Linked DNA regions of Mus musculus: region 2 is linked to region 1. The links are chromatin contacts, called in public Hi-C maps. All regions are on one chromosome and are shown on one strand. Each heading gives the region's core, a stretch centred on a gene start, on an enhancer-like site or on the middle of the called end of the contact. The rest is flanking DNA. Distances are from core to core; before and after follow the strand shown.

The links. A called contact is a pair of places that touch in the nucleus more often than the background predicts.
Region 2: a contact with region 1 is called in a Hi-C map of the MNK3 cell line, with 6 times the contacts expected there. The contact joins two enhancer-like sites. A contact is called at or near these places in 7 of 484 Hi-C or Micro-C datasets (ECoMG myeloid progenitors, the HL-1 cell line, the MNK3 cell line and 4 more), 1 of 115 datasets of contacts at active chromatin or transcription factors (a beta-TC-6 cell line) and 3 of 9 other capture datasets (adipose tissue, embryonic stem cells and liver).

What each region holds. Positions count from the first base shown.
Region 1 is chr3:101,884,429-101,890,223 of GRCm38.p6, reverse strand. The region is part of intron 4 of Slc22a15 (solute carrier family 22 (organic anion/cation transporter), member 15); the gene reads left to right. Among named protein-coding and RNA genes, the nearest start is that of Slc22a15, 37 kb to the left of the region's middle. Within about 2 kb of position 3,868, at least 31 of the 459 cell types and tissues checked have an H3K27ac peak or open chromatin away from gene starts, as enhancers often do. A contact at or near this core is called in the MNK3 cell line, where this site is marked.
Region 2 is chr3:101,982,953-101,988,289 of GRCm38.p6, reverse strand. No RefSeq gene overlaps it. Among named protein-coding and RNA genes, the nearest start is that of Nhlh2, 25 kb to the left of the region's middle. Within about 2 kb of position 2,044, at least 4 of the 459 cell types and tissues checked have an H3K27ac peak or open chromatin away from gene starts, as enhancers often do. A contact at or near this core is called in the MNK3 cell line, where this site is marked.

The sequences.
Region 1 (5,795 bases), core at 2,619-5,118:
TCTGGCTTTCATAGTCTCTGGTGAAAAGTCTGGTGTAATTCTGATAGGCCTTCCTTTATATGTTACTTGACCTTTCTCCCTTACTGCTTTTAATATTCTATCTTTATTTAGTGCATTTGTTGTTCTGATTATTATGTGTCGGGAGGAATTTCTTTTCTGGTCCAGTCTATTTGGAGTTCTGTATGCTTCTTGTATGATCATGGGCATCTCTTTTTTTATGTTTGGGAAGTTTTCTTCTATTATTTTGTTGAAGATATTAGCTGGCCCTTTAAGTTGAAAATCTTCATTCTCATCAATTCCTATTATCCGTAGGTTTGGTCTTCTCATTGTGTCCTGGATTACCTGGATGTTTTGAGTTAGGATCCTTTTGCATTTTGTATTTTCTTTGACTGTTGTGTCGATGTTCTCTATGGAATCTTCTGCACCTGAGATTCTCTCTTCCATTTCTTGTATTCTGTTGCTGATGCTCGCATCTATGGTTCCAGATCTCTTTCCTAGGGTTTCTATCTCCAGCGTTGCCTCGCTTTGGGTTTTCTTTATTGTGTCTACTTCCCCTTTTAGTTCTAGTATGGTTTTGTTCATTTCCATCACCTGTTTGGCTGTGTTTTCCTGCTTTTCTTTAAGAGCCTGTAACTCTTTAGCAGTGCTCTCCTGTAAATCTTTAAGTGACTTATGAAAGTCCTTCTTGATGTCCTCTATCATCATCATGAGAAATGTTTTTAAATCTGGGTCTAGATTTTCGGTTGTGTTGGGGTGCCCAGGACTAGGTGGGGTGGGAGTGCTGCGTTCTGATGATGGTGAGTGGTCTTGATTTCTGTTAGTAGGATTCTTACGTTTGCCTTTCGCCATCTGGTAATCTCTGAAGCTAGCTGTTTTAGTTGTCACTGTTAAGAGCTTGTTCTTCAGGTGACTCTGTTAGCCTCTATGAGCAGACCTGGAGGGTAGCACTCTCCTTAGTTTCAGTGGGCAGAGTATTCTCTGCAGGCAAGCTCTCTTCTTGCAAGGCAGGTACCCAGATATCTGGTGTTCGAACCAGACTCCTGGCAGAAGTTGTGTTCCACTCACTAGAGGTCTTAGGATCACGTGTGGAATCCTGTGTGGGCCCTTGCGGGTGTCAGGCGACTCAGCTGGCAAGGTAGCCGGGGCTCGAGTGGAGTGGAAGGGGTTTGTGCCCCAGATCAAGCCCGGGTAGCCTGCTTCCCTATGTACAGCAGTCTCAAGTTCCGCGCGATTGGATTGGGGCAGGCACTGTGATCCACTCACCAGAGGTCTTAGGGTCCCGTGGGGAGTCCCGTGTGGACCCTTGCGGGTGTTGGGCAAGACTCTGTTGGCAAGGTAGCCCGGGGCTCGAGTCTCGAGTCGAGCGGAAGGGACTTGTGCCCCAGATCAGGCCCGGGTAGCCTGCTTCCCTATGTACCGCAGTCTCAAGTTCCGCGCGATTGGATTGGGGCAGGCACTGTGGTCCACTCACCAGAGGTCTTAGGGTCCCGTGGGGAGTCCCGTGTGGGCCCTTGCGGGTGTTGGGCAAGACTCTGCTGGCAAGGTAGCCCGGGGCTCGAGTCTCGAGTCGAGCGGAAGGGCTATGTAAATGTTTATACATATGCACATATATTCCTAAATATAACCTCATCAGTCCATATAATGTTATTCATATGTATGCTTTCAAGGCTGAGCACTTGGCAGCAGTTGGTGTGCTCTTACCTAAGGAAGACCTTCCTCCCCTTCCCAGCCTGCCTCAGGTACCCGTAGTTATGTGTGTAAGGTTGAGACTTCGTGGGCTTTTCCCTGTCCATCTTGGCATGTCCACTGATATCGCCATAGTTCAGCTTACCTCTGGGCCGCAGTAATGTTGGTGAGATTTTATGAATGTAGCTTCTAACGTTTCTAGGAAACACAGTCTCATAGTAATGACCCCCCCCACTGGCGCCCCGATCTGCTGGCTCTCACAGTCTTCCCACCCCTCTTCCGCATTGTCTCCTGAGCCTTAGTTGAGGGAATGTTCAGTAGCTGTGTCCACTGGGATGAGGTGCCGCGATTCTGCATTGGTTGGTTGTGTTTCTCAGTACTTGTGTCTGTTGCAAAGAGAGATTTCCTTGATGAGGGATGAACACTACACTTAGATGTCCAATATAAGGACAGATGGTTATAGATCATTGTTATAGATTGTGCTGTTTAAGTAAATTAGTGGTTGTAGCGACTCCTCCAATAGCCACGTCGTCACTAACACTGAGTTTCTAGCACCAGGCATGGTTTCCTTCTTGCTGAGCAGGACTTAAGATTGATTAGTGAGAAGCTGATTACAACTAAGGCATGCGTGCCACTTCTGCACCATTAGGGCGACTGTGCCGTGCCGGCTGTTGGTGTGGCTGACTAGGGCCGTAGCTGGAAGGACTGGTGGTTGCCTCCCCGCCCTCAGAAGCTTACTGCCGCGAAGACATAGCTTTTAATTAGGGGATGCCGAGAAAATAAGCAAGTTCAGAGAATTCTAAGGACAGTGAGAAAAATTAAGCAATGAGATGGGACAGATAGTAATTTCCAGAGTAGTTAAATAAGCTGTTAAATAGTCTGGTTTGAGAAAAAAACCTCAGAGTATATGTTTGAGTTAAGATTTAGATGAATAGGAAAACCTGAGCACGTGCAATTCAGGAAACGAAATTCCTGAAGTTGGAATGGCAAGGACCAAGGCCTGAGGTCCTACTAGGGTGCAGTAGGAAAAGGTGAAAGAAGGGGTGGGGGAGAGAGGAATGAGAAGGGGGTGCTTGGCCCAAAGTGAGCTGCATGAGCAATAACGAGTTTTTATCCAAAATGCAGACAAAGGTCACGGGACTTAAGTTACATAAAGGAATGATGGGACCTCACCCAGAAAGATTGTTCTCATGAATATATGACCACAGAAAAGAGAAAAATAAAAACTGAGGGGTCGTTAAGGGAGCCGTGTAGTTGGTTATGTGAGCCCAGTGATGGTTTAGACTTGGTGGGGACTGCTACAGAGAGAGAGAGAGGAGGGGAAACTGAGTTAGATTTGGATGGCCATGACCTGGAGAGGGACCAGCAGAGAAGGGGACACAGGCCCAAGCATTGCTTCAGGATTTGGGTCTGAAAACAGGGGCAGTCACTGGTGCCTTTTACAAAATCAAGTCAGAACTTGATATCTTCTAGCCTGCCAACATTTAGCAGGTTTAGCCTGCTCCTAACTGAGCAGGAACAAGAGACTCGAAATGTATTTCTTATGAAATACATAGGAAACAAACGTGAATGAAAGCACAAAGACCCCAAGGCACAGAAACATTAAGTAGGCCACACATGGGATTCCAGGGTCGCAATGATAAAGGAACTTGGAATCCTCACATTTACAATGCTCTGAGCCAGTCAGGTCTGTAGCTCTTTTCCTTGGGCCTGCCGTCATTTATAGGTATGTATGTGTGGCTTCCCCCTGGACCTTAGCTGTGCCTGCTCATCAGATTCAACACTACCTTCTCTCCACATACAACTGACATTTACTGTCTGGACCTCTGCCTGCTACTGTCATCACAGTGTGTAAGCTGGAAGCCTCTGGTTATGATTATCCACCGAGCTACAGCATCCCTTTGGATCATCTCCCTTGTCCACCATGTCCATTTGATTGTGACGGATGCTCAGCTCTAAAGAGGGTGGATAGAGAGGGAACCCAGTCACTCAGCATCTCGTGTCAGTGCAGCTAGGCCGAGGAGATTTCTGGAACCTGGAAGTCGGGCGCTTCTCTGTTCTCCATCCTGTCTGAAAACTTTCTTAGCCAGAGATGAGACCCAGGAGCTCTGAGCATAGTATTTGAAGTGACAAGATCTGATTGGTCCATCAAGGGTTACTCTTAGCACTAAGGCAACCGTGATTGGTAGTCCCCATTTGAATGGCAGAAGCAATAAGAAAGAGTCAGTCCTCCTGTACAGCGTGGTTGAGGGTTTCTTGAAATTAGAAAGGAAAGGAAGGCAGAAAGAAAATCTTCTGATAAGGATACTCATAATTAGATATCCTCCCTGCCCTGACCCAGATTAATAGATAAGAGTACATACAAACCCAAACCCAGATTAATAGATAAGAGTACATACAAACCCAAACCCAGATTAATAGATAAGAGTACATACAAACCCAAACCCAGATTGTAATAGGATGCTGTAAGAGGTAATTGCAGTTGTCAACTTGTGTTAGGAAATACGTTCTTGAGCACACTTTGGGGCATGCCTGAGATAGAGTGTCCAGAGAAGATGACCTGAGAGGGGAAGTTCCACCCTGAAGATGGTGGCCCCATCCTATGGGCTGAGAGTGCAGACCAAGGAAAGCAGAAAACAACAAAAGATGAGTGAGTTCCAGCATTCATCTCTCCGCTCCCTGATCAGCCCAGGCATGAACAAGCAGCCTCACACTCCCCCTGCTGTGCTTCTCCACCCTCTCAGACTCCAGCCCTCTCAGAATGGACGGACGCCAAAATAAACCCTTCCACCCTTACACTGAGTTCTCTCAGACACTCCATCACTGTGAGGAGAAAAGTACAGAGATTACAAATATAACACTTGTCTCACAAGCATTATTTTTTGGAAGCTATTAATAATGAACACTGCCTCTTGAGTTGTTTTTATTTCAATGATGAGAAGACAGACATTCAAGATGATTTAGTGACTTGCTCAAAATCACACTGTAGTACAGTGGTTCTCAGTCTTCCTAATGCTGTGACCCTTTAATACAGTTCCTCATGTTGTGGTGACCCCCAGCCATAACATTATCTTTGTTGCTACTTCATAGCTGTAGTTTTGTTAGTTATGAACCATAATATAAATATCTAATATACAGGCTAGCTGATATGTGACCCCTGTGAAAGGGCCACGACCCAGAGGTTGAGAACCACTGCTCTAGTATTTGGTAGAATTGGGGTTTAAATTTGATCCCTCTGAAACCAGCCTATACTATCCCCTGACTGTGTGGTCATGGGTAAATACTGAGCGACAGAGAAAGAAGCCGTATCCTTGGAAGCCAGCCAGGTGCTATTTGACATACTATAATGAGTCCGCAAACAGCTAGCTATTGATTGTCTCAAATTTCCAGAGGCCTCCATATTGTCTCTATTCCCTCACTTGCTGAATTCTGCTTTCAGAATGCTGAACACACACACACACACACACACACACACACACACACACCCTTTTGGCTCTTTCTTTTCCTAATTAGGGTAAAAAAAATATGCAAGTCACCATGTTTTTTTCATAAAGTGATAAGTTATGAAAAAAGATCAAAGAAAATACTTATTATCATAGAAAAAATAAAACTAAAACCAGCAAAGCCCATCTAAAAACTGCCTTTCCTGCCAGGCAATGATGGCACACACCTTGAATCCCAACTTCTGGGAGACAGAGGATGTCAGATCTCTGTGAGTTCAAGGCCAGCCTGGTCTACAGAGTGAGTTCCAGCACATCCAGGGCTACCCAGAGAAACCCTGTCTCAGAAAACAATAAAACACCCTGCATTTCCATAGAGATGAGAAAGGAGATGGGAACAGCTCAGAGTGCAGTGGAGCCTGTACAGGGCCTGGCTTTGCCATAATCTCACATGCTGTATTGGAGACATCTTCCCCTAACCCGCAAGCTATTTTCTTGCTTCAGTGTGCGGTTAATAATGGTACTTGTTTCATAAAACATCACACACAATAGATTATTCTCAACAAAACTCAATAACCTGCCCACAGTGATAAAAGCAGGTACAGAAAGTGCCAGAGGTACAGAATTTGCAAGAACATCAGGCGAACTGGCACATTTAATCTTTATCTC
Region 2 (5,337 bases), core at 795-3,294, 100 kb before region 1:
TTTAGAATTTAGCATTTAAATACAATGAAATTAAATTAGCATTTAATATAGTATCAGACCAAACCGCTACACTACCCAGTCTCTACTCAGTGTATTAGTCCACCCTGTAAGGGTCTCCCCTTTTTGAATCAGAGGCACCAGCTTTCTTCTAGGGAAAACCTTGACTCTTATTTTGTGGACATAGAAACATAAACAATAGTTGGGTTAAGTAGTCTAATGCAACCACACACATAACTCACAGATCCACCCCTCCATTGTGTGAAAGTTAGACTCTGTGCTTGTAAATCTACACTCAGGGAGGCTTTTATTAAACACTTCAAACTCCTGACACAGAGGAGCCTGGACTCATCAGAGCTGAAGAATCCCTGCTCTTGTTTTAGAGCCCTTTGCCATCATCTTTCTCACTGTAGGTTTCATTCAGGACATGTTTTGTTCTAGCACAGTATATAATGGACCTTGAGTATGCTCCCTTCATTATTCTCTTCTTCTCCTTCCCCTCTTATTACCCCCTTAATGGAACAAGTCTGCCTTCTACTTTATGGCCCTGTGTGTGTGTGTGTGTGTGTGTGTCTGTGTGTGTGTGTGTGTCTGTGTGTACACATGGTAGAGGGTTGAAGAGGGGGAATGAGAGGTTATTTACTTGAGCAAGGGCAACCTACCCATGACTACACCAGTAACCATTATGACTCATCTCCCTAATGACTATATCTCCTTGGAGTGGGCTAAGGCCTCGTGAGTGCTTTCCTTATCCTGATGAAATATTGATAGACCGAGGATTGAGCAAATCTTGTTCAGTTAGTTGGGTACCACCGCTATGAGCTCATGGGTGCAGTAACCATGTCATGGCCAAAGGCTAACATTTCATAGAGCTCCTTTCTATCTTTCTGTTCCCTGTTGCTTGAATGTTTTGACAAGCCAAAAGATCTCAGACCACCCAGCCATTGGGCTTTTGAATATATCTACAGTGCTAGGCATGAACTCCCTCCTGCCGAGCAGGTCTCATATTCAGTCAGAAAGTGGTTGGTTTCCCCCAACAACCATGCCACCGTTGCACCAGGGGCCACATCCTGCCTAACGACACATGGCAGCCATGGTAGCCCAGGTGACTCTTCTTCCCAGGACTTTTAGTTTTTTAAGTGATGCCCAGAAAGTCTCTGTGAGGACTAGTAATCTGGGGAGTAGCCCATTGCTGTCACCTTAGGGACACTCCCCTGAGCTGTCCTTGATGTTTTGGCCAGTTGTTTACTACCTTCTGTTTGTTATTTATGGAAAGTGACCAAATATTTCTAGATATTGGCAGCACAAGTATTAATAACATGTGATTCAGGGCTGGGGAGATAGCTCAGCAGATAAAATACTTGCTGCTCAAACGTGATGGCCTGAGTTCAGACCCTAGCACCACATCTATAAATACAAATATAAAATAAATATAAATCGAGGCTTTATGACACACATCTATAACCCTTATTCTTGGGGTTGAAGATTTTTGGGGGGTGGGAGGTAGCTCTCTGGTTAGTCAACTTAACCTTGTGGGTGAGCTCCTGGTCTTAGGATTGACTCAACAACAACAACAACAACAACAACAATAATAATAAACAATTTAGGAAGATATCTCATTGTCAGAATCCGGCTTCCACATGAATCCACACCTCGACAAATCACATACACACACACACACACACCCCACATGCACACACACAGTAAGACATCTGGGTGGGACTTGGGTACAACCCTAACCTACCTTCTTGCTCCCCTGGGTGTTCTGCTAGTGTGAACAGGTCCTTCTTACATGTTCCAGTGATATGTATGAAACATCCGTAATGACAGTTACCACTTGGCATCAGCTATGTGTCATAGGCAATTGAGTTGTCTACAGACATCTTGCTTTTCCTAATTCCCTGGAATGTGTTGCCTTGTAACTACATGCATAATGGCATGATCACGTGACTTGCTTCAGCCAATTTGAAAATGTAACTGACTGTGAGGGAAAGAAGTTTGGTGGAAACAGTGGGGAGGGCAGCAATGACCTACTTGGTGGTTTCTTTGCCATTTGCTGAGCACTCTCTGTTGGCCACGGCACTGTGAGCTTACACACAACTCCTTTGTTCTCTTTGCTGCCCTTTGAGTTTGAACAGAGTCCAAGGTTACATGGAGGAGTTACACACGGGCTAGGGCACGACTAGTCAGGTGAGTGATGAGACTTGAACCCAGGCAGCCTGACTCTATTGCATCAATTGTAGCAATTCTAGAACCTCCTGCATCACCTGCCTTAGCATTAACAGGAGAGGTAGTAGCCAAGCCAACACTAAGAACACTTCCGTTTTTCTGTGTTTGCAGTCTCATTGATTCTGTATACAGTGGTATCTTACTTAATGTGCCTTAGATCCACCGTCTATAACAGGTTCTCTACCACCCGCTTGCTGGACACAGACCAGTCACTGCTTTCCTTACTGGCTGCAACCTCCTCCCGCTGCCATCTGTTTCTGTGATGATTAAGATCCAATGATTTAAAAAGGGTTAGGAAGAGGGCTGTGACTCCCAGGATTCGATTTCTCCTCAATGAGACAGTTGTTCTGGTTTGTTTATTTTTATGTGGCCTTACTGATCGTATGTTAAGCGTGGTGCACACCAGTCAGCCAGCTTCGTGATTAGCAGGGAAATGTTTTTATTTGTGAGCTTCTGCTGCCTCCCACTCCCAAATTACACAGCAGATGAAAAACAAGGTCACACAAGATTTCAATTCTGATCTAATAACCAGACGGCATATAGGAGATGCATAGTCATTCCTTGGGGGTTGCATTATAAAGCAATTCCACAGTGTGTACCAAGCAAATTTAATCCCCTCTGGACCCCAGGAAGCAAACCGGGCAGGTGCCACTATGCCCCTTTTATAAGCAAAGATGTGTAGAGAAAGTGACTTGTCCAAGGTCACAGTGCAGTGGAGCAGGGCAACAGCTGGACCCCTGGGGACTGATCTTTAGCATCACCATCCTCTTTGCCCCCAACCTGCTTCCTCCCCATAGCCAGGAAAAGGCATTACCTGATCCCTGCTCAGATTTCTCACTCTAAGGAGGGTCAGCTCTGACTACAGCTAAGAAACACTGGGCACACAAGGCAGCCTACATCTTTAGAGACAAGCACTGCTTTGTGCCATGTATTGCTTGGTTTGGTTTTGACTTCCTGGTTAGCAAGGAACATTTGGACCCAAGTGCTCCAATCAGGGTGCCATGAACCTGACTCTTTCCTAAGTCTGGGCTTCTTGTGTGTTGAATGAAGAAGTCACGCGGGATGCTTTAGGACCTTCTAATGCTAGAGACAGTCTGGAAGGTCCTGAGTGCTCGCAATTGGCCTTGCATGGGAAGAAATATCTGCCTTTCCAGTATAAAGGCTTGGCAGTGTAGGTCTGTTCCCCTAGGGGCTGGAGTTCTCAATCACACCTCCACCCCCATCTTTGTCTCTGTCTGTCTGTCTGTCTGTCTGTCTGTCTCCCCCTCCTTTTGTGTGTGTATATCTTATTTTATTACATGATGAAATCATGAAGTATTCAGCTTCGTAGCCTTTTTAATTGACATATTTGGATACCTTTGAAGTCTTTAAACTTATTTTCAAAATTTTGACTTTCAGAAGCAAAGCCATAAAGCTCTGTTGGTAAGGTGCTTGCCTAGAACTCAAGAAGCCCGGAATCTGAGCTCCAAAGCTGCACAAATCAGGCGCAGTGGCATATGCCTGTAATCCCAGCCGCTCAGGCACAGACAGGAGGATTAGAATGGAAAGGTCACCCTTGGTTATGTAGTGAGTTCAAGGTCAACCTAGGATACATGAAGCCCTGTCTCAAGAACAACAACAAAATGAAAAAGCTTGAGATTTAAAGGCCGTAAAAAAAAAAAAAAAAGTAATCCCATCATGTTGATAAACTGATAATTTTATCCAATCAACTATATTATATTATATTAGCCATTTAAGTAATTTCTCTTTTTGGTTTAACATCTTTGTGAATAAAATTGTGTTCACCTAGACAGAGGAGATGCCTCAATGAATAAACTCCTGGCCAAGGAAGTGGGATTCAACGTTTGGATCCCCAGAACCCACATCAATGCAAGGTGGGTGGGTTGTCTGGCTGTAACTTGAGCGTTCAGAAGGGAGAGGCAGGATCCTCAGAGGAAGCTGAGTAGCCAGATTAACCATATTCCGGAGCTCTGGGCTCCAGCGTGAGTCATTCTTTTAAGGAATAAGTTATTTTAGTTTTTAAGACTCTAAATCTGCTGCCTGTCATATGTGTAGTAGATACTTTACCCTTGTTTTTCCCCATCTAAAAATGATCTTAGACTGATATGTTTATGTTAAGCTTCATTTTCTTTAAAGAATCCTGTTCCCTTTTCACCTCCTCTAATGCACAAGTTTAGAAAATTCTTCCCCACCCAGAACACTAACCAATTTTAATCTTAATACTTTCAAGTTTGAGTGCATTTAAAGTTTTCTCTTTTATACATCTGGCTTTATTTTGATGCGTTAAGTATGTGAGACCACACATTTTTTTCTTTGTTTAGACGCAGCGAGATTCTTGGCTGATTCAGATGGACTGGATCTTGACAGGTAAATCAGACAAAGATTTTAAAAAAGAAGTCCAATACGGTTTGAGGCTGGAAGAATTCATCCTTTTTTTTTCATAATATTTTAATAGATCATTTGGGAATTTCATATTCTGAATCCCAAGCACAGTCCCTTCCCAGCCCTCTTTGGTCTGCTCCTCCCATCTTATGTTCTCCTCCCTCCTTAATAATAATAATAATAATAGTAATAATAATAATAATGATGATGATGATGATGATGATGATGATGTCTAATTTGTGTTGCTCATATACTCACTGGAGTGTGATCAAACTCCTTAAAGAAAACTGAGCCCTTCCCCACCTGCACCCCCAAAAGAAGCCATCAACTATGGAATTGCGGAGGGCCACACTTCAGCGTACTTAGCACATTTTTAAAGACTTCTCTTTAATGGCTTTCTGTCTAGGCTGTTACCTTTTTTGAGGGGCAGGGAGGAGTTGTCACACAAGTCTTCTGTGTCCCTCTTTCTCAATGGTGAGTCCGCAGTCACCAATACCATTGCAAGTGTAGCTTCCTTGCCCTTTATAGCCGTTGGGAGCATGGATGGTGGACCTGCACACAGTTTCTGGAGACAGCCCAGACCACAGACTTCCACATGGTCAGCATGTGCTACTGGTCTCAGCATGTCTCTGGTAGCAACATAGACACCAGACGGGGGCTCTGAGGCTGCACGGGCTAACATAGTCCTCTGGGGCACCGAAGGGCAAGGATAGCACCATGGTTTCAGGC